5 separate regions of the Mus musculus genome follow, and regions 1, 2, 4 and 5 are each linked to region 3. Evidence: chromatin contacts called from public HiChIP or PLAC-seq, capture Hi-C and promoter capture Hi-C data. All regions are on one chromosome and are shown on one strand. The core of a region is the stretch at or near the end of the contact, and the rest is flanking DNA. Distances in the headings are between cores, read along the strand shown.

Region 1 (4,075 bases), core at 512-3,011, 1.4 Mb before region 3:
TCTTGTTACATTTCTACAGGGCCCCAGCACAACCTTTATCTTCCAGATACACCTGACGTTTGTACACATGAAAGGCCTCAGATTTGGTTTAGACTGTCCAACAAGTGGGTATTTTAGAACTGGCCAAGTGATGATGTTTGCAGACCGGCAAAGGCAGGGTAGGGTGATGATTTAACACAGAAACAGACAATGCAGAGTACATACATAGATAGATGACTGATAGAACTCAAAATTCTTCTCAGAAAAATATAAATAAATAAAATGTTACTCACGTATGCCAATGTCCTACCAAAGGTTCAGGAATATCTGCTTACCTCTTTTTATTCTCCTGATTTGACTAACAGTAACTTTCAGGCCACTCTTTGAGAAGCCCTACCCCCATTCTAGAGGAAGTTCTCAGCTTCCCTGCTCTACAGAACCCTCCTCTGTTGTCCCTCTTAATGCTCACATCTAAATCTGTAATAAACCCTGTTCCTCATAAACACTAACTCTGCCACAAGAAACCCAGAATCTATTCCGCAGACCAGTTTACATTCTCCAACAGACCTAAAACCAAAATACAAGCCTAGTCTTTAAATTCTTCTTGCCAGATAGCCAACTGCGAGGTCCACACACTTAAGTGTTCCGACATACACTTCAACAGCTTTAACTTCAAAACCATGTCTGTGTGAGCCACAGCGATGAAGTGCCACAAGGCTTGGTTTTGTTTTCGGTTACCTGTAGTGTTTTAAATTAAGTTGAATGGCCATTACTTAAAGATGAAATGGAACAGATGGTTGCAGACGCCCAGGAAGTCAACTCAACTGAAAAGGGTAAAAGAACTTAATCGAACGTGGCACAGGCATGCTCCCCAAATCTCCGCCTAAGTAGCTCATAAACACACACTCCTTCCCCTGAAAAGGCTTTTTCTTTTAAGGTTAGAAAGCAGCGACCCTTGACTGGTTTCTTCCCCTCCTCCTTTCTTAAGGGAAGCGGTAGGAAGCCAAGACATACGCAAAAAAAAAAAAAAAAAGAGGCCGGAAAATGGAAAGCCAGAAAGCAGGACTGGGCAACCGGGACTTTAAATAACCCCAGAAGTGTTTCCAACTTGGCACACGGGAGGAGGGAGCCGCTGGGCTACCTCTCCGCAACCCCGAGCACCTCCGAAGTTCCTGAGCCGCTCTGGGAGGCGTTCCCAGGGCCAGGGGAGGCGAGGGAGCCGTTCCCGGCCCGCCCCACCCGGGCTCTCCGGGCCCGGCTCGCACTCACCTGGGCCGTAGGCCTGGCTTAGCAGCGCCCGAGCCCGGCCCCACACCGCCCGGACCCCCAAACGACCTCCGAGCCCCTCAGCCCCACGCCTCGGACCCCAGCCCGAGCCCCGGCCGCGGGACGCGCCCCGTCGAGGCTCGCCCATCCAGGGCCCCGCGCGACTCCCGGAGGACCCCCGGCCCGAGCCCCGCCGCCTACCTGTCTTCGCTCTTGTTTTTCTGTTTCTTCCCCATCGCTTGTCAACGGCGCTCGCGGCCCCGGCCCCTCGGTTCGGTGTCTCACAGACCCACTGTCTCCCGGCTGACTCCAATGCCCGCTCGGCTCGGTCCCCCTCGCGCCGCCGCCTCTCGCACCCGGCTCTCCACAGACCCGCGCACTGGGACAGGGCACATATGGTGTGAGCCCTCAGTACGCAAGCGCATCGCCCCGCCGCCTCGGCGTGGGGACGCAGGGCGCGGCTCATCGAGAGCGGCGCTTCGGCTAGAGCGTCTCCAGTAGAGCCGCCGGCCAGGTGGGAACCCAGGCGCCCCCTCGCCGCAAGTGAGCGCCGCGCACCGACGTCCGGCGGATCCCGGGTTCTAGAACCTAGAGGACGACAATGAGGCCGTTCATTTCTCACGTCGGCACCCTTCCCGGGGCTGGCTTTCGACGCAGAAGTGGGACTGAAAATTCTCCCCTGCCTACGCGGCCTCAGCTGCGGGAAGTCCATTACAGGACCACAAAGAGTCAATGATGAGCGTTCTGGGGGTGGCAGGACAAAAAATGGGATCCCTCTCAGAAACACTCATGAATTGTCAACTGTGTACATTTATTAAGGGGAAAAAGACATAAGGACACAGCAACGGGTCCCCTAATATGAATCTTCGTATGAGCAAGTTCTAAAAATTCATGTGCCTAAGAAAGTCAGGAGGGAAGATCCTGGCATGGTGAAAATTTTCTCCATGTTTCGGGGCGATGTTACTAGTGTGAGCTGTGTATAAATTATAATGTACTGTAAGCTACACTTTCGAAACTATTAAACACAACGAGAAATGAAGCCCCTCTGTCACTCAGGCTCAAGACCCGGCTCGTTTCCCGGTAGAGCCGGGACCCGCAGTCAGTGCACAAAGAACTACAATTCCCAACGTGCCTAGCGCCCATCCCTCCGGCCATTAGCCCACGTGAAGCGTAGGCTCGGAAGCCAGTAGTTCCGGGTGGCGGAGGATAGGGCTTCTCCGAGGCTTTCGTCACTCGCCACCGCCCTTTCCGCGAGTGTCTCACATTGTATCGCGAGAGGACTGTAGCCAATGAAGTGGCGGAGTTAACAGCCCCTTCTCTGCCCTTAACAATTGCTGCGAGGTTGAAACCTGTGTGAACCCGGTGGGTATTCTTGATCTGCGGCTTCCTCTCTCCGTAGGCCTCATCAATAGTCCAGGTACGGCTGAGGGTGATGTGGCCGATAGTGCCACAGCGTCCCAGTGTTGATGAAGGACACATCCTCGGCTGGGATCGAGGGAGCGGCTGGGAGGGCCTCGTCTGGGCGGCTGCGGAGGCTACGGCGCATGCGCCCCAGTTAGTGCGAAATCGGGTCCCCCCGGAACTACTCCACCAGTCTCTTGAGCTCAGGGAGTGGCGAAGAGTCTGCTGACAGGTACATGGGGTTAGGGTTTCGGTTAGGAGTTTGTAGGGGAGTACATAGGTGTCAGGGCCCCCAGTTCGTCGGTAAGAATAATACTCGATTTGGTTCAATAAATAGAAAGTTATGTCCTTACCCCCAATATAAAGGCAGTGACCACCTCCGCCTAATTCAGGGCAGCACTTTTAGTCGCGTGAAGCTCCGCATTTAAACGTAAAGGTCTCCTGTGAAATTCTCGGTGATAAACGAATACTGTGATGCAGATTCTGAGTGGCTGGTCTCGGATCCTTCTCTCTCTTCCCCGAGTTAGGGATCCTGGGAGTACAGCTTCTTTTCAGTTGTATAGTATTTATGAGAAGCTGACAGTTGGAGTTTTTAAATGACCTTATGTAGCCCAGGCCTATCGCTCCAAATATGAGGTGTGACCCTTATGCTTCTGCCCTTGAGAGCTGAGGTTGTAATCATGAGCCACCATGCCCAGGCTTATTTTGTGTGTGAGCTGATTAGTTTTAGCTGTCAACTTGATAGAATAATCTACGGTCACCTAGGAAGAAAGACTCATTGAGAAATTGGGTAGATTAGGTTGGCCAGTGGGCATGGCTCAGAGAGTAGGGATTGTCTTGGTTGCATTAATTAATCTACTCCCAGATTAATGTTGTTCTCCAGCAGATGTTGGACACAAGTAGACGTGTGTGTAATTACTTCTCTCTGCTTCAAGAGCCTGCCTTTAGTCGTAGAAGCGATGGGCTGTCACCTGGACTTGTAACGTTTATGTCAGGATATTTTTGAGGAAGTATGCCGAAAAGCAAGCTAGTGTATTTAGGGATTTCCCTGGATTCTGGAACCATAAATGAGATCTTTGATGGTTTACATCTTTATTCTGGTTTTGGCAGGTGTTGGGGCCTACATGCTGAGTTCTAAGGCCAAAATAGTGCCTCCAACATGGCATCTGTTGTGTTAACCTCTCAGGCTCTGTTACAGAGACCCTGTTTTAAAAAAAAAAAAAAAAACAACAAAGCCCCCGAAATGTAAACTTAATACTTATTTTTTATGCCCCCTCCCCCAGCACCAAGACCACTTAGAACAATGGAAGGTAATGGATCCGTCGACATGTTCTCAGAAGTCCTGGAGAACCAGTTCCTCCAGGCCGCTAAGCTGGTGGAGAATCACTTGGACTCTGAAATTCAGAAACTGGATCAGATTGGTGAAGAT
Region 2 (4,103 bases), core at 797-3,296, 1.2 Mb before region 3:
ACAGAGATAATGGGCTTAGGAGCAGCGTTGCCTCCTCTGTCTTGTCAATAGGGTCTCTTCCCTTGGAAGAGGGTGTTTGGGGATAGCTAAGAGAGACTTTGTAGCAGCTGGAAAGAAAGCGCCTTAACCCTATGATCTCGGCTGTGCGGTGGTTGCTGCTGGCATTAAGAAACTGTTTCCTTTCTTCTAGCTGCATATGTAGCAGAAGATGGCCTAGTTGGCCATCAGTGGAAAGAGAGGCCCCTTGGCCTTGCAAACTTTTGGGATAACAATTAAAATGTAAATAAAGAAAATATTTAATAAAAAATTGAAAGAAGAAGAAAAAAAGAAACTTTCCTTGAAGTTCCATAAAGCCTTACTTGAATACAATAGCATTTTCTCAACTGGCTTGAAGGCTTGGTGACAGAAATAAGGAGAAGAGCCGCCAGGACAGCAGCTTTGAGGACCAGAGTTGTCCGAGAAGGAAGTCCCTGGGAGTCTCCTGTAGGCAGCTCTTCCTCCTCACAGTTCCTCCTTAGTTTTCCCTGTTGCCAACCTAGTCATCGAGTTCCCAACCACTTTCTATTTTGGGTGTTGACACTGTGTTCTCAGCCTTAGCTAATCACCAAGATCCTCTGGGTTTTTTTGTCCTCTGAAACCCTCCAGGAACTTCAAAAGCCACCCACAAGCACACACAAGTAAAGCCAGAGGCTTCTGATACTCTGGAAACAAAAATTCTTAGGTTAGAAAGGCAATTTACGGAGTCAATAAATATTTAGCGGTTACAGCCGTGCAGAATACGTGTTGATCTGAACAGCAAGCAACAGCAGGCTTAGGGTGGGTGGGTGAAGGCACAGGCTTGCTTGTAGTTGTTCAGTTTAGTTTGAGGATTTCAAACAAGGCAAACACACACCTAAGCAATTCATTTGCTCCTCTGTGAGTCACCTGCTCACTGTGAGTGGTTGTCAATTAGGAGACTGATTCATGATTTGTTTATGTTCTTTGAGGGAATTAATTTCATTTAACCATCAAAGGAGACTTTTAAGTGACTAGCTTGAACCAAAGGGATCGATTACACCCAAAAGTTAAAAAGGCAACTAACTTCCTTTCATGTACCCAACCAAATGAGATCTCTCGCCAGGTTCTTTCCTATTTTGTTTGGGATTTTGGTCTAATTTTAAAGTCCGCTTTTCAAGATAGAGGTGCAAGTGTGTGCTTCTTGGGTTTCTCTGCGTCCCTGGTCCCAAGATATCAGCCCCAAGGCTCAACGGTGGAGTATGGATTCCTCTAGATCTGACAGTGGCACTCTTAACATCGCTGCGGAAGTCAGAACTCAGGAACCACTCCACCCCAGTGCCACTGTCTGATGGGAGAATTCTCTTTTCTACCTGGGGCTCCTGCTACTGCAGCCTGGGCGTCCTGCTGGGGCTCAGCTGACATTCCTTGTACTTCACCCCTTGACCATGGCAGTGTCAGCAGGCCAAAAGAGGGCTCTCTCTGTAGGTAGCTTAGCTGAGGAGCCGGGGGGGGGGGGGGGGGGGGGGGGGCAGCCCGCTCCTTCCCCAAATGGGCCAGCTCCTCTGTTAGATGTAGGGGTGGGGACCGAAGCTGAGACGTCTCCTTCAGCTTTTTATCCCACACTTGCCAGTGCCACAGCAATGATTCACCTAGAGACGGGGCGGCAGCTTCCCTCATTAGCCCTCAGACGCTCGGACCCACAAGGTTATGAAACAACTTTTACTTTTTATCCGTATGCGCACGTTCCTCCCTGCCACCCGGGCGCCCACTCTCCGAGGCTCGGGTGACAGGGAGGTGGCGCGCAGGAGCCGCGATCGTGAGCGTCCTCGTCCTGGCGGTGGTCCCCCAGCCCTCGGACCTCGCGCAGGCAGGAGCCAGCCAAGCTCCCAGCTCTGCAGCGCCGCCACGTGGGGTGGCCAGGGTCCCGCGTGCCCGGCGGGAGCGGCGCGGGGGAGGCGCGCGGGCCTGGGCGGCGCGGAGCAGAGCTGAGCAGAGCGGAACAGCCGCGTCCGCCCCCGCCGGGCCGCGCGCAGCCGAGTCGGGAGCCGGGAGCGCGCGCCCAGCGCAGGGCCAGCGCGGCCGCCCGAGGGTCGCGCCCGCGTCCGCGTCCATCCCCCGGCCGCAGACCCCGCGCTACCCGCGCCCTACCGCCACCTGCTGCGCGGCGCCGCCGGCCCTCGACGCTGCGGCCGGGGGTCAGGGTGCACCCCGGCAGAGCAGCCCCCGCTTGTCCCCGCGGACTGAGCCCTTCCCGGCACGCTCGCCAAACACGGCCACGCTCCAGTGCCAGGTACCTGGGACAGTCTGAAATGGCGTGGCCACGCAGCATGCGTGGGGCGCAGACCCAGGGAGGTTGGAGGGAGCTGGGTTGGGGGTGAGAGTCTGACGCGTTCCCGAAGTCGCGTCCTGTCGTGGAGCTGGGGAGGTAGTGGCGAGAAGAGCTCAGGTAGCCCAGGGCCCTTTGGACGTGAAGGGTACCCACGCCACCCCTGTGGGGGCCACGTCCACGACACTATGGTCGGTGGGGCCGAGAGAAGCCAGACGCGCAAGTGCCCAAAGTTTTCCTCTGAGCGCTTTGCTGGACTTAACTTTGAAATGTGAGGCAGAGCTGAGCAGTTTAACCAGTTTTAACACTAAGAAAACGGGGGGGGGGGGGGGGGGGACAGGGCTTGCTGCCCGCGTTTCAGTTCTTAGTACCAGAGCATAATCGCGTCTGTCTCCCAGGGCCACGGAGAGGGAGACGGTGGACACACAGGCTGTCTTCCTTATGCTTCGGGTCATGGTTTATTTAACAGGCTTGGGGCTTAGGTTACAAGCCACCAGAGGGGAGTCTGAGTTTAATCTTAGACATAATCAGAATTTGAATCAACAAATATTTGCTGAGCAGTCATTTACTAACCGGCAGGACTTCGTTTTCAGTATGAGGTAGGTAGGTGTACAACTGCTGAGAGGCGGGGTAGTTACTCAAATGAGCAAGCGTTTGTTTTGTTTTGTTTTTGTTTGTTTTGTTTGTTTGTTTTTGTTTTTGAAATGCAAGGGGAAAGGAAGGCCGAGGTGTGACTGGACTTGTGGCCTGCAGGTGGCCAGTTGGCATTGTGTCAGAAATGAACCAGAAAATCCAAGTGGGAAGACAGGCACCTGTGTTGTTTGTCGCTCTCTTGGGAGCCCTCGCACCTTCCAGAACTATTTTAAAGTAAGCCCCTCCTTTGGTGGAGGCTGGGACTTCCTTCCATTTACCTAAATACATAGCAACCACGAAATAGAATCTCAGCCCTGATACTCATTGGGAGCTGGGTCATGCCAGACGTGCACCTGAGATGAATGAGGATCAGGGATCACCTGAGAGCTAGCTCTTTGAGATTATAAAATGATGGAGACGAAGTTCAGTGCGGGTGGCTGAAGATGTCTGCCCCCCACCCCACCCCCGCGTTGAGCTGCGCTGCGTTCCACTCTGAATTCTAGGGTTGTGCCGGTCCAAATCGGAGCATGAGACAAGGCCGAGAGATCAGAAAGACTGGTTCTGTCCTTTACTTAAAATTGAGGTATTTTGTAAATCATGGGTTTTCATATTTGTTTTAAATGCTTCAAAATGTTGCATTTAACATTTCTAGTAACATGACTGATTTTTCTTCTTCTTTTTTTTAACCAGAGAGGCATTTGTCTTTCTCTCTAAGGTTCTAGATTTGTTTCTGTCTCTCCAGCAGCCCTTTTCCATTTATAGAATCAGTGTAGTATCCAATAAGGGTAGTATCCATCCATAGCTGCTTCAGGGCCATGCTGCAGGAGCTGGCAAATGGGTTTGGCGTGTAGTGGGTTGGCTGCTAGGATAGTTGAGCCAGGAGCATCAATGCTCAGCGTGGTTCTTTGGGCCTTATCTAATCGTGCCTCGAGTCTCAGCTTGCCCTTATGGAGAAGCAGAGAAGTGATAGCATACTGCGTGTGTGCCCACTTCCAGATTTCTATCCTGGAGGCTCTGAGGTGATGGTGGTTTTATGAGATAGTGCCCCTTGCACTGAATTAGGGCGCATTATAATCAACATTCCAGAAAGCTTCTTCCCTCCTTTGGCTGCATCTGTGAGTCAGGAAACAACCCCTCACCGGGTACC
Region 3 (4,097 bases), core at 1,068-3,567:
GCACACACCTTTAATCCCAGCACTTGGGAGGCAGAGGCAGGCAGATTTCTAAGTTTGAGGCCAGCCTGGTCTACAAAGAGAGTTCCAGGACAGCCAGGGATACACAGAGAAACCCTGTCTCAAAAAAACCGAAAAAAAAAAGCAGGATACTACGGATACTACTCATGTACTGGGATCTGTGAGGGTTGGCTCCAGCGCCTGGGAGGCATGTAACATATCTTCTTGTGTTTCCTTTATTTGGCTAAAAGGCTTTAAGCCGTAGCAAAAGAGGCAAGTTAGGGAAGCCCTTATTCTGTCTGCCTGAATACAGATGACGGGTGTGATGTCTTCCATAGCCTATGCTAGGCAGGCCTGGAAGATGTTTTTGCAATTTTTTTTTCTGTATTACTGTATTTTTTTCTTGATGGACAATCCAGGATCCTTATTTTTTTCTGCCAGCTGTCCTTTTATTAAAAAGCATGAATCACGAACAAGTAGTCATGAGAGGAAACTTTATCTTCTGCCCACCCACTTGTGGAGAAGACCTGTGACAGTAACCAGTGCGGCAGGAAGGGGCAGAGGAAGAGTGGTGGGGGGTGGAACGCTATCGCTGGGGAGCCCTGTGCCCAGAGGCTAACTGGCTCTGTTAGTGGAATGGTCTCATTTCTACCTCCATGCCTGGCTTAGAAGACCCTGGCGCCTGCCATGAAGGTACAGAATACTGTCCCTGCCAGTGAAACTAAAACCTTTTGAAACTTTCCACTGGGGCCACCTTGGAGGTAGAGCCAGGGAGCTCAGATCACTACCAGGCAGCCCTCATTTCTAGGGGCAAGGCTTACAGGTGAGAAGGAAACACAGCAGGAAGTGGAGGTTAGCCTCATGGTTGCTGACTGCTGAAAGGATGGAGCTTCTGGGCTCACAGTTTTCCTACCTCTCCCTTCCCAAGCAGGTGGGATGGACCATATAGACTGCGTCCAGCGCCAGGATCTCACTAAAAATGTCACCTTGCTCTTTGTGTGGATTTGAGCCCTTTTTTTGTTTGTTTGTTTGTATCTTGCTTAATCTCTTATTCAGTGAGAGAAACAGTAGCTGGCTTGGAAGTCCTGTTTCAGCCTCCTGGAGCTGAGGAGTCTTAGCTTTTAGCGAATCCTGAGCTTGGAGTGGGGCTTGCCCTTAGTAGATGAACAGGAGCCTGGTCAAGAGGAGTGTGCATGGCTCCCTCCCTGGCCAGCTTCCATAGGACACCCTCCCTGCCCACCCCTGGCAATAGCTGGCCTGCCTCCTATCTCTGAGGTCACAGCTTTGTTTCCTAATGGAAAGGAGCTGGGAAACGTGGCTCTGGCCAGCGAGGGAGAAGGGGCCCTTCTGTGTCCCAGTAAAGACCCAATTGTTACTGAAACCAAACTGGGCTGCCATTCTCGATTACTCCCATTGCTCTTCTGCTCTTCACTTCTCAGGTGCCACGTTTTAGCCCAGAACAAAAGCTGCTGTCGGACTGATTTATACTCCAGATTTTACTTATGGGGTCTGAAGTGTTTTTTCCCCTCCGGGACTGCCCCCTGGGGCTCAAAGTTACCACAGAAACCTCCAGGCCTCCTTCCCTTCGTCCCTGTCCTTTGATTCTGGTTAGGGGTGGTCTCCAGGTACCGCTGGGGCAGTTTCCCCGAGGTTTCTCAGTCCACCTGCCCACTGGAGGACCAGCTGGCTGGAAGGATTTGCCAGCCAGCACCGTCCAGGAGGCCACAGCTACAAGTTACTTCTAGGAGCGCCTGTGGGCGGAGGCTGGCAGTTCTGAAGGTGGTGGTGGTTCGCTGCGTGGCTCCCTCCAGCCTCTTTCATCTGAACCGTGGCGCGCTCGTGCCTCTAGTTAATCAGCCTTCCAAGCCACACCAAGAGTCATTTCCCGGGGGTAGGCTCTGCTGGAGCCTGGAAACTAGGAGCTGCCTGCAGTCTTGGGGTCTCCTCTGCCTGTGAGCTGCTCCTTCCAGTCCAAGGGTTAGGGCCAGAAAGGAGGACAACTTTGGAGTCAAAAGACTGACCACTGTGGTTAGCACCTGAGAGAACCTTCAGTTTCTTCTCTTGCTACGCCACCCCCTTCGGGTACAAGTCCCAAAATGGTTTGCCAGTTTTCGTTCCCGTAACTGGAGCGTGGGGAAGCCCCTCAACCCTTCCAGAGAGCCCATCCCGCCTCAGGACTTGAAGGCACACTTCACCAGGTGAGTGCAGTTCGTGCAGTTCCCGGTGGCAACGCCTGGAGTCCCTCCCCGCCCCCCACCCCGCCCCCTCCCCGCCTCCGGCCGCTGTGGCGCAGACCTTGACTCACGAGCTGCAAGAGTCGTAAAGGGTCCCCAAGCCTCAGTGCCGGGTAAGCAAGGCAGCGGGTCGCAGCCCCCTCCTGGGCGGGCCTTCGCGTCCCGCCCCCGGCCACCACTCGACACCCTCTGCCTGACGTCAAGGGGTTGGGGGCGGAGAGCGGCGGTGGCGGCGGCTGCAGCGGAGAAAGAACCGGCGCCCGGCGCGGTGGAGCGCCGAATCCGAGCTCAGGGGCGCCGAGAGCCGTGCTGAGACCGAGGGGCGGTGGCACGGGACAGCCTTAGCGTGCTGGCGGGCGGGCGCAGTCTGGAGCGGCGCGGGGGCAGGGGAGGACGGTGGCCGGAGTCAAACGCGAGGGCAGCGCCCAGGGATTGGAGCTGCACGAAAGAGGTGAGTGAGGCCGGAGCGGTGGGGCCCCGGGGCCGCTGCTTTGTCCCCTTGCTTGGGTAGGGGCTAGCGCGCGCGCTAGAGGACAGCGTCTAGGGGTGCAGGGCGGGGCGACAGCAAAGACAGCTGTCCGATCCGGGTCCCTCTTGAGTCCGCCGCGGGCTGCCCAGTGGCGATCGGCATCAAGGCAAGCAGTGCCTGCAGCTCCACTGGCCGGAGCAGCGGGAGCCTGGGGGTACGGACAGCGCTAGGGGCAGTGGGGGACCCTTGGGCTGTCCAGCGCGCGGTCCGAATCTTTGCCAGGCTCGCGAACTGCTCGGGTTCCCCCCACCTCGACGGAAAGTTAGGGGCGGGCTTGGACCGTGGCCGATGTTGTGGGATCGGATTTCCCTAGCGCGGCCCCCCGCCCTCCCGTTCTGCTCCGGAGGCGGGCTGGCACTGAGAACCAGCCCCCTAGCCAAAGCTCCGCCGCCCGGTCCCTCTCTGGAGCGCCGCAATCCACGACCGGGTGTGCAAGTGTGGGGTGCAAATCCTGGTCCTGCACCCCTCCATCCCCTTGGCTGTCCGTGTCCCTTGCTTCGGGAAGAGCTTGGGGGTTGGGTCACCGCTACGCCTGCAGATTCTCGGAGCGCACCACCGGGTTTTGACCCCAGCCTAGGGTAATTGGCAGAGAGGAAACTGAGGGTGTGTCAGGGGGGACTGCTCCGGGGAAGGCAGCCCCAGCCCCCCGCCCTTCCCGCGCGGAGGTTCTTGGCCGACAGGGGGCGTCCGCAAGCCCGGCTTTGCCACGCTCCCAGCGCTGCCGCTTTGTTTGCATTCAAATCCCCGGAGCTGGGGGAGGGGAGAGTCCACAGTAGGGAGACCGAGACCGGGTCTTGGCTAGGAACCTTTGTTTTGGGGTGCAATCCTCAGATTCTGCATCTCTGTTCCCAGCCCCTAGCGTCTAGATTAGTGGAGATCCGTTCCGTTTGCCTACTGCCTAGTGCATGGTCCCCGAGGTGCAATCCCGGAGTTAAGAACGTTCGTCAGAGCCGGGGAGGAGGGGACGCAGCCCTTGACGATCATTTGTGGGCATCCCCTGTTGTCCAGGAGAACCCCGCTTCGGCCTCCCCAACCCATTTCACTTCCCTCCACGATCCCGCTCTCGCGGAGGCGAGGAGATTCCCAGACAGAAGCCTGGAACTGACTCGTGGCCCGGTCGCCTCTCTGCGGGAGGGTCAGTGTCTTGTAGAAGGCTGTTGGAGAAACAGGACTGGTCCTGGTCATTTCCACGCCCATCCCACCCACTTCCTGCCTCCCTCTTGGGCAACAAAGGGGCCTCGGAAGCTGGGCCCATTTGGTTCCCGGCCCCACTCCTACTCCAGCCCTGCTGATGTGGAACCGGGTTTGGGCTCTGCCCGGCTATTGTCTGCGCTGGG
Region 4 (3,807 bases), core at 1,237-3,736, 1.1 Mb before region 3:
ACTCCTCTCAGTAACTAACAAAGTGATAGTTTCTTCTGATCAGAAGTCACTTGCCTGTGCAATGGGGTTGTTAGGGCCCAGCTGTGTGGCTCTCCAGCTCCCCACACCTGAGGCCCTTGCCATCTGGAAGTGTTAGTCTGGGTTTGTTCTAAGGCAGATTAGATTGCTCCCTTCCCAGGCAGGTGTGGGGAGCCAGCTTTTTCTCAAACTCTCAGCAAAGGGATCTCATACATTCCAACACGTGGTGTCTGCTGTTCAGTGAGAGACTTGTCGAGCTCTGCAGGTGTTGGCTGCAGACCTGGGTACACTTGACAACCTAAAGCCCTTATTATTCCGGAGGAGGGGCTGAGATGTCAGAAATCTTTAAACCAGATCCCCAGGAGACTCAGGTCTGTCTATTGAGGCCGGAATATAAACAAAGGAGTGGCTTTATTTGCCACATCTGCCGTGCCCTAGAGCTGACCTTTTGAGCAGATCTAATCGCAGAAGAGATTTTATGTTTCAACCTTGGCCCTGAGAGTTAATGCTTTAAGGGGTCACTGACAACCTGTTTGCCCGCCCCCTCAAGGCCGCCATAGACTGCCCACTGCCCGTCTTCATTCCTCTCTCTAGCCCTAGCCCTCCCTAGCCCAGATGGAGCACAGACGCAGAGCCGTGGGTTCCAGTGTGGCAGAGGATAAGGGTGCAAGTCACAGAAACCACTCAGGCCTGTGTCACAGAGCAGAATGACTGTCACCCGACTCTGCCCATACTTTACTTGGGACAGAGGTGCAACATCTCTGAGGCTTGATATTGTGAGATGTGTCCAAGTGTGGGGAAATACAGGAACCAAACAGGAAAGAAATGGCTGCTAAGAGGTCTTGGTCACTTGCTCAGGCCAGTGCTCCATGAAGTTGCCTGTAGGTCACCTCCTGGCACAGCCTAGTGCAGTTGCAGGGTTCACCCACTCCCAGGGTCAGCATGTGAACGTAGGTACATGGGCATACATCAGTGCAGTTGGAAACATTGCCACTTGAGCAGTCCCCAGAGCCCCACCCTCCCCTGGGGGTCCCTTCTTGCCAAACCACCTTAGAGGCAGTCTCATATAACTTTTCTGCTCGTTTGAATGTTTTTAACTCTACGTGTACAAGTGTTTGTGCACCGTGTGTCTACCTACCGATGCCAAAGAAGGCAGCGTGACCCGAGGAACCAGAGTTACAGATGGTTGTGAGCCACATGTGGATGCTGGGACTCAACCTCAGGTGCTCAGGCAGAGCAGCCGGCACTCCTCCCTGGGCCCCCCAGCCCTCCTCCCTGGGCCCCCCAGCCCTCCTCCCTGGGCCCCCCAGCCCTCTTTATGCTCATTTTAAAAATGTATCTTTTGGCTCAGATGAAATTATCCAAGTGCAGGTTATAAAGAATTTACCAGAACTATGTCTTGTGCCTTTGGGCTAAGAGGTGACAGAGTGCTCAGTACCCAGCACTGAGCTTTGAGGAGGTGAGAGAGGCTGGCCTGGCCTTCAACAAGCTACTTCTCTGCTCTGATTTCAAACTGGAATGGCAAGTTCCTCGGGTTGTGAATTTAATCTTATCAGAACTGTTCGAGGAATATGTTGTTAGCCAAGAAAATAAAGTTCAAACCCTGAGAAAATGTTCCGTCTGTTTCGAAGAGAGTAGCTGCCTCTGGGATAGGGATGGGAGTGAGGGTGAGACACAGGAAGAGTTCTGCGGGAGCTCCTGGTCACTAAGTGAAGAAATGGCAGGAGAGGGCAAAGAGGGCCCTTTAAAAGAATGTAGAGCAGGAGAAGAAAAACAGCCGGTGTTAACCATGCAGGCCCCAACTTCCTGTGTCAGGTGAAGACAGATGGTTGTAGAAATGGCATCACGTCCCACAAAGGGAATGTTTTTAGCGCGTCAAGTAAATCCGGAGTGGGGGCGGGTGGCTGGTCCCAAATGTAGACTCTTATCAAAGGCATCCTATCTGTGCATACATTCCAGCTCCTCCCAGAGAGAAGGCCCTGGTAGAAATTAGCTCCAAAGTGCACAGGTTGGGGTGGCAGCTGCATCTTGTGGTTTTGGCGGCTCAGACCAGAGGAGGTAATCTATTTGAGACATCTATAGAAGAAAAAAAAAAATGAAGTTTGCTGAAGAGAGGCTTTGGCTCAGGGGGGAATGGGAAGTGGGGGTCTCTCTGAGACTCTACTCCTCAATCCTACCACTCCTCAGCCCCCTGAACCAAGCAAAGCAATATAACACACCTTGTATGGGAGAGAAGCTGTGGGTGGGACTGAAGGGGAGAGTGGGACTATCTGCCTAACATTGCTCCTTCTTGGCCTTTATCACAGAAAAGGGTCAGCCTCCTGCGGCTACAGGTCCTGGGGCTGATGGGCAACCCACCCCACCCTGGATCACCATGGCCCGGCAGAAGAGAAGAGGAGCCCCAGACCTGCCCGTCAACCAGGAAGAGAAACCTGGGTCGAGGATCCTAAAGACAGAAACTGGGAAGCAAGCCAAGGTGGCCGAGAGAGCCCAGGTTACCACTCTTTTTCTGTGGCGTTCGGGGTGGGGGTGGGGTGAGGAGGGCAGCGATCTTGTGAGGGTGTGGTGGGAGCAGGTACCGCTGTGCTCACAGAGGTCCTGCATGAACATCACAGAGATGCCGTGCCTACCGTGATGGCTGACATGCGCAAAGGCAGTACGTCAGCTTGTGGACCCCGTGATGGAGCTAGCTGCCTCTTTGCCTGTGTGGGCTGGTAGAAATGCAGTGGCGCCCGAGGCTGCTCTGGCCTCCTAGGCAACGCAGCTCAGCCTCTGGAAAAAAATTGAAGACAGTTAAAACAACGGCTCCCTTCAGACACACGCTAATATGGTCACCAGCTCCACCTCAGCCCCTTGTGTGATGATAAATGAAGCCTGCTCTGGCTGCTGCCTGCTGGCTTCCCTTTTCCCTCACCTGGGGCTGCACAGCCAAAACCTGGAGTTGCATGTTGTATTCAACTGAAAACAGCTCTCACCAACCCCAACAACTGTGCTGATGCACCCTCTGCTAACCAGTACAATAAATGGGGTTCTGCTGTCTAGGAAAGGGAGCCTGCGCTGCAATAGGACCTGCTTCCCTTCCTGCTAATGCAATCCTCAGTTGTGTCTACACAGCTGAAGACCTGTATGTAGCATTGAGGAGGGGAAATTACAGTGCGAAATGTTAGCCCATTTCAGCTGCTGCCATATAGTGTGTATCATAAAACCATTCCCTACGGCTTTCACATAGAGTCCTCGCTCTATACCATCTGGGGCTGAGACTGGGCTGTCCAGGCAAGCAAGGAGCCACCATGCACACGTGGGCTGCAGGAGGCTGGCACAAGTCAGCTCTGGCATTTTGGTGGGTGATGCCGGTGCACAGAGCCCCTTTCCAGAAAGTGCCAGCAGCAGGGTGCATCTTGGAAGAGACATTTTGTAGCTAAGACACTTGGAGTATTTACCCACTCTGAGTCTGTTATCCTTGGGCAGCACCTGTCATTTTGTGTCTCCGTAGGAGTCTGTGAAGCAGGGTGACTTCGTCCGGAGCAAATCTTTCCTGATGACCCCTGCAAAGCCTGCTGTGACCCAGAGGCAGGGGTCAAAACTGAACCTCAAGGAAGGGCTACAGAGAGGAATCTCACTGTCCCATCAGAACTTGGGTATGAGACTGGCTTTTATTTCCAAATACTTTGGCACACACTCATGCACGCGCACACAGATATATATATTTACACATACACACACACATATATATATTTCTTCCTATGATTGGAGTTTGTGTTATTGAATCATTTTGCCATGTTGAGCAGT
Region 5 (3,542 bases), core at 101-2,600, 1.4 Mb before region 3:
TGCTATGTGGGTTATGGGCCCAGACAACACCTTTATGAGCCTGCTCTCATAAAGCAATTGTTGTCTAAAGAGGGTAGAGTATACCCAGGCATGGTGGCACTCACCTTTAATCCCAGTACTCGGGAAGCAGAGACATGCAGATCTCTAAGTTCGAGGCCAGCCTGGTCTACAAAGCAAATTCCAGGCCAGCTAGGGCTGTTATACAGAAAAACCCTGTTTTGAAAAGCAAAACAACCAACAAGAATATAGAGAACATGGTGCTGATGTGGATATCTGGCATGGCCAAGATGGCTAACACTGGACTTGGGGGCTGTGAGCCAGAAAAAAAAAAAAAAGCAGACACTGGATGTCCAGGGAACCTCGAAGTAAGCAGTAACACAATCTCTTATGTAACTATTCCTGGGAGAACGCCACTTTTGGGTAAATCTGTATAAAAATGGCCTTGAGGTCAGAGACCTTCTCCCTCACCTTCACCAGTCTGCCTGTTTGTGTCTGTCTGTAAGCCTGTGTCTACCATGTATGGCCAGTGTGCTGGACTACATGGCTGTATGTGCCAGGGTGCTTGCTGCTGTCTGCCTGCCCAACAGCCTGGATGCTGGTGGATGAAGTGTGTCTTATCTGCCTATGGTTCCTCTCATGCGCTTCTGCCTCTCCACCTCCTGGGGCTCACCTCGCTTCCTGGTATTGGAGCTTAGACTCAAACTATCTCAGTCGTGGATAGAACAACAGATTCTGAGCTGGGGATGCTGAACTGTAAACTCCTTAACAGGAAGCTCTACTAGTCCCAAGTATGGACTAGGAGTTTATGAAAATCCAGATTCCCTCCCTCCTTCTTCCCTTCTTCCTCCCCTCCCTCTCCCTTCCTCTCTCCCTCCCTCCCTTCTTCTCCCTTCTTCTCCCTTCCTCTCCCTTTCTCCCCTTCCTCCCTCCCTTTCTCCCCTCTCTCCCTCTCATCCTTTCTTTCTTCTTTCAGCCTTTTCTCCTTCTTCTCTGTCTTTTCCTGCCTCAATATCCCTCCTCTCTCTTTCTCCATCCCTCCCTTTCTTGATTCCTTACATGACAATAAATGGGTGTGAATAAAGACAGATGTCGGACCTTTGCATTCCATCAAGAACCTGCAATTATGATTTGTCCTCCAAGGTGTGGTAAAGAGCTAATTGGTTGATGGGTGCAGAATGCCAGGACATTCTTGAATAAATCCCCATATGAGTTCAAAGTATTTATAATTATGATTATTACTATAATTTATGAGATTTAGCTGTAAATCTTATAATAAGATGAGGTCAGCACTTTTAAGAAGAAGCAGCAAGATGAGACCCTATATAAGGTTCCGAGCACTGACCGTCTCTAGGAAGAGGAGCTGACTGAAGACAGGTGAGTGGGAACCAACCCTGGACTTGTACTGAGCTTACTCGGAACGAAAATTTTAGGATATGCTAATTGAATGGTGATTAGCCAACCCTGGGTTTATTTATCTATTTAGATGGAAACTTCCAGGATATGTTAATCAATTGACAATGATTGTGTCTCTGCTTCTGAGTAAATAAGATTGAACCAAATGAAACTTAAGGATCTTGCAAGAAAAGATCACGTTTTAGAAAAGTTAAGATGATAGAATAATTCTTTCTATTCATTTACAATCATTATACAAACTTATTATTTCTCTCAGTGCACATGTAGGGCTTCTTTTGAATATGTGCACATGTAGGGCTTCTTTTGAATATGTGCACATGTGCAAGACCTCAAACAGCAGGACAGAAATATGTGCTCATTTAACACTAACAGCAATACTGGGGCCATGAAGAAAGATGGGGAAAACTATGGGCCATGAATAGGGAGGGACTGAAGTCCCTTGCTTCAGAGTCTGGCTGAGGTCTCTTGCCAGCACAGTCAACAACTGCTTCACTCACTTCCTGAGGGGAAGTGAATATGAAATGTCTTATTTTCTTCCCGAGTGCCTCTTTCCTTATGCTTAAAATATTGCCCTTAAAAATCAGCAACTCTGCTTCATACAGTCTGGTCCTAAAATGCTTCTCTATGCCAAAGCCATGAATCCTGGGTTTGCCTGGGTTGGGGTCCCTGAAAGATTACAGGATTTCCTCGGGCTGCAGGCTGCTGAGGGCAAGCTTGCAGAACCATGTGCCTCCTGTCCTCTTTCTGTTGGCAATAGATCAAAGAGAAGGTCTTTCTTGTTCTTTCAAGGCTGAAGGACTGAAGTGTTGGTACTTTGCCAGATGGCAAGCCCCTGTCCTTTCCCACTTTCAATCTTGAGGATAAAACATTGACCCAGACAAGCTCGTGTGGTGTCTTGGGGGTGGGGTGTGTGTGCATGTCTATAGAAGAGCCTTTCTTTTCTTGGAAGCTGTGAAAGAGCTAACACTAGGGGGTCTAACAGTTTAAGTTTTGGCTATTAGCATTAAAAGTCAGATGTATTTTAAGATTCTATGATGGAGGAAGCCAGGATCTTTTTTATTAGATATTTGTTCAGAAGGAAATATTCCTGGGCTCACACAGGGATGATGGTCTTCCCAGATTTCTTAACTCAGAAAAAATGAGGAAGAGCAAGAACAGAGGTACACAGACAGAAGAAGCCCCCTTCAGACAGTCTCCATGGCAAAGGGAGCGATTATGAATTTGCCAACAATGAGGAAAAAGTCTTTCTCAAACCTTCTATGTTTTCCCTAGTTTGGGTTTCCTCATAACCCAAACTCAACAAGTGCATGAGATCACAGGCCATGGGAAAATGCAGTCTGAGACACAGGTTAAATGATACGTGGGTACATACCTGCCATGCCAGCAGTCACCATGGAGGGTGGAGCAAGGGGATTTTCAGTTCCAGGGCAGCCTGGGTTACAAGGCAAGACCCAGTCTCACAAATTCAAACTGGACAAGGTAGCTCACATCTGCAATTTCTGTACTCTGTAGGCAGAACACTGTAGGAACACTGTAGATTTGAAGCCAGCCTGGGCTATATGGCAAGTACTACGCCAGGCTATAAAACCCTGTCTCAAAACAAATCAAGCAAAGATCTGGAATGTTGCCGTCTTACACTGTGGTCTAAAAAGTAGATTTTATTTCTTTAGGTATGCGACCTCTAGTTGCAGAACCATTTTATATGTATGACTGTCATCGATATTGCCATTTTTTATTTAAGCTCCATTGGCACAACGCCTTCTGCAAGGCAGTGGGCAGGGTCTTTATCATATGTAAGAAGTGAGGAGAAAGCCAGGCAGTGGTGGTGCACACCTTTAATCCCAGCACTTGGGAGGCAGAGGCAGGTGGATTTCTGAGTTCGAGATCAGCCTGGTCTACAGAGTGAGTTTCAGGACAGCCAGGGCTACACAGAAAAACCCTCTCTCAAAAAACAAAAAACAAAAACAAAAACAAAAGTGAGGAGAAGAACTGAGTTTCAGGCAGTCATGAGTGAGAGAGGATGCTGGCATGGCCCATCAGCCCATCCAGATGGAGGATGGAGAAGAGTGCTAGCCACAAAGCAAGGGCAACAACCAAGCTTAAGGTGAGAGGCCATGATTAATGAGCTA

Evidence for each region. Promoter capture Hi-C pulls out the DNA fragments that hold promoters and counts their contacts. HiChIP or PLAC-seq counts read pairs in DNA pulled down with a chosen protein or histone mark. Capture Hi-C pulls out chosen DNA fragments and counts their contacts.
Region 1: a contact with region 3 is called in an H3K27ac HiChIP or PLAC-seq map of extraembryonic endoderm stem cells, with 7 times the contacts expected there. The contact joins the promoter of Eif5b here to the promoter of Sema4c in region 3. A contact is called at or near these places in 2 of 39 promoter capture datasets (liver and pre-B cells), 4 of 115 datasets of contacts at active chromatin or transcription factors (astrocytes, extraembryonic endoderm stem cells, pancreatic cancer cells and 1 more) and 1 of 9 other capture datasets (liver).
Region 2: a contact with region 3 is called in a capture Hi-C map of embryonic stem cells, with 5 times the contacts expected there. The contact joins the promoter of Cracdl here to the promoter of Sema4c in region 3. A contact is called at or near these places in 4 of 39 promoter capture datasets (hippocampal neurons, liver, pre-B cells and 1 more), 1 of 115 datasets of contacts at active chromatin or transcription factors (pancreatic cancer cells) and 1 of 9 other capture datasets (embryonic stem cells).
Region 4: an H3K4me3 HiChIP or PLAC-seq map of embryonic forebrain shows a contact between it and region 3, with 2.7 times the contacts expected there. The contact joins the promoter of 4930556I23Rik here to the promoter of Sema4c in region 3. A contact is called at or near these places in 3 of 39 promoter capture datasets (hippocampal neurons, liver and stem cell-derived epiblast-like cells), 3 of 115 datasets of contacts at active chromatin or transcription factors (embryonic forebrain, pancreatic cancer cells and stem cell-derived neural progenitor cells) and 1 of 9 other capture datasets (embryonic stem cells).
Region 5: a promoter capture Hi-C map of embryonic stem cells shows a contact between it and region 3, with 2.2 times the contacts expected there. The contact joins the promoter of Lyg1 here to the promoter of Sema4c in region 3. A contact is called at or near these places in 2 of 39 promoter capture datasets (embryonic stem cells and hippocampal neurons).

The regions. Positions count from the first base shown.
Region 1 is chr1:37,995,696-37,999,770 of GRCm38.p6, reverse strand. Eif5b (eukaryotic translation initiation factor 5B) reads right to left here and starts at 1,761. Exons shown (of 24, transcript NM_198303.2): 1 at 1,447-1,761. The coding sequence starts at 1,481. It overlaps Txndc9 (thioredoxin domain containing 9), which reads left to right and starts at 2,563. Exons shown (of 5, transcript NM_172054.4): 1 at 2,563-2,662; 2 at 3,930-4,075. The coding sequence starts at 3,950.
Region 2 is chr1:37,717,754-37,721,856 of GRCm38.p6, reverse strand. Cracdl (capping protein inhibiting regulator of actin like) reads left to right here and starts at 2,046. Exons shown (of 10, transcript NM_028096.1): 1 at 2,046-2,287.
Region 3 is chr1:36,556,601-36,560,697 of GRCm38.p6, reverse strand. Sema4c (sema domain, immunoglobulin domain (Ig), transmembrane domain (TM) and short cytoplasmic domain, (semaphorin) 4C) reads left to right here and starts at 2,317. Exons shown (of 15, transcript NM_001126047.3): 1 at 2,317-2,682.
Region 4 is chr1:37,613,186-37,616,992 of GRCm38.p6, reverse strand. 4930556I23Rik (a long non-coding RNA gene) reads right to left here and starts at 2,486. Exons shown (of 2, transcript XR_373329.1): 1 at 2,426-2,486; 2 at 1,620-2,094. Cracdl (capping protein inhibiting regulator of actin like) reads left to right here. Exons shown (of 10, transcript NM_028096.1): 8 at 2,325-2,512; 9 at 3,512-3,656.
Region 5 is chr1:37,955,567-37,959,108 of GRCm38.p6, reverse strand. It overlaps Lyg1 (lysozyme G-like 1), which reads left to right and starts at 1,350. Exons shown (of 6, transcript NM_027111.3): 1 at 1,350-1,374.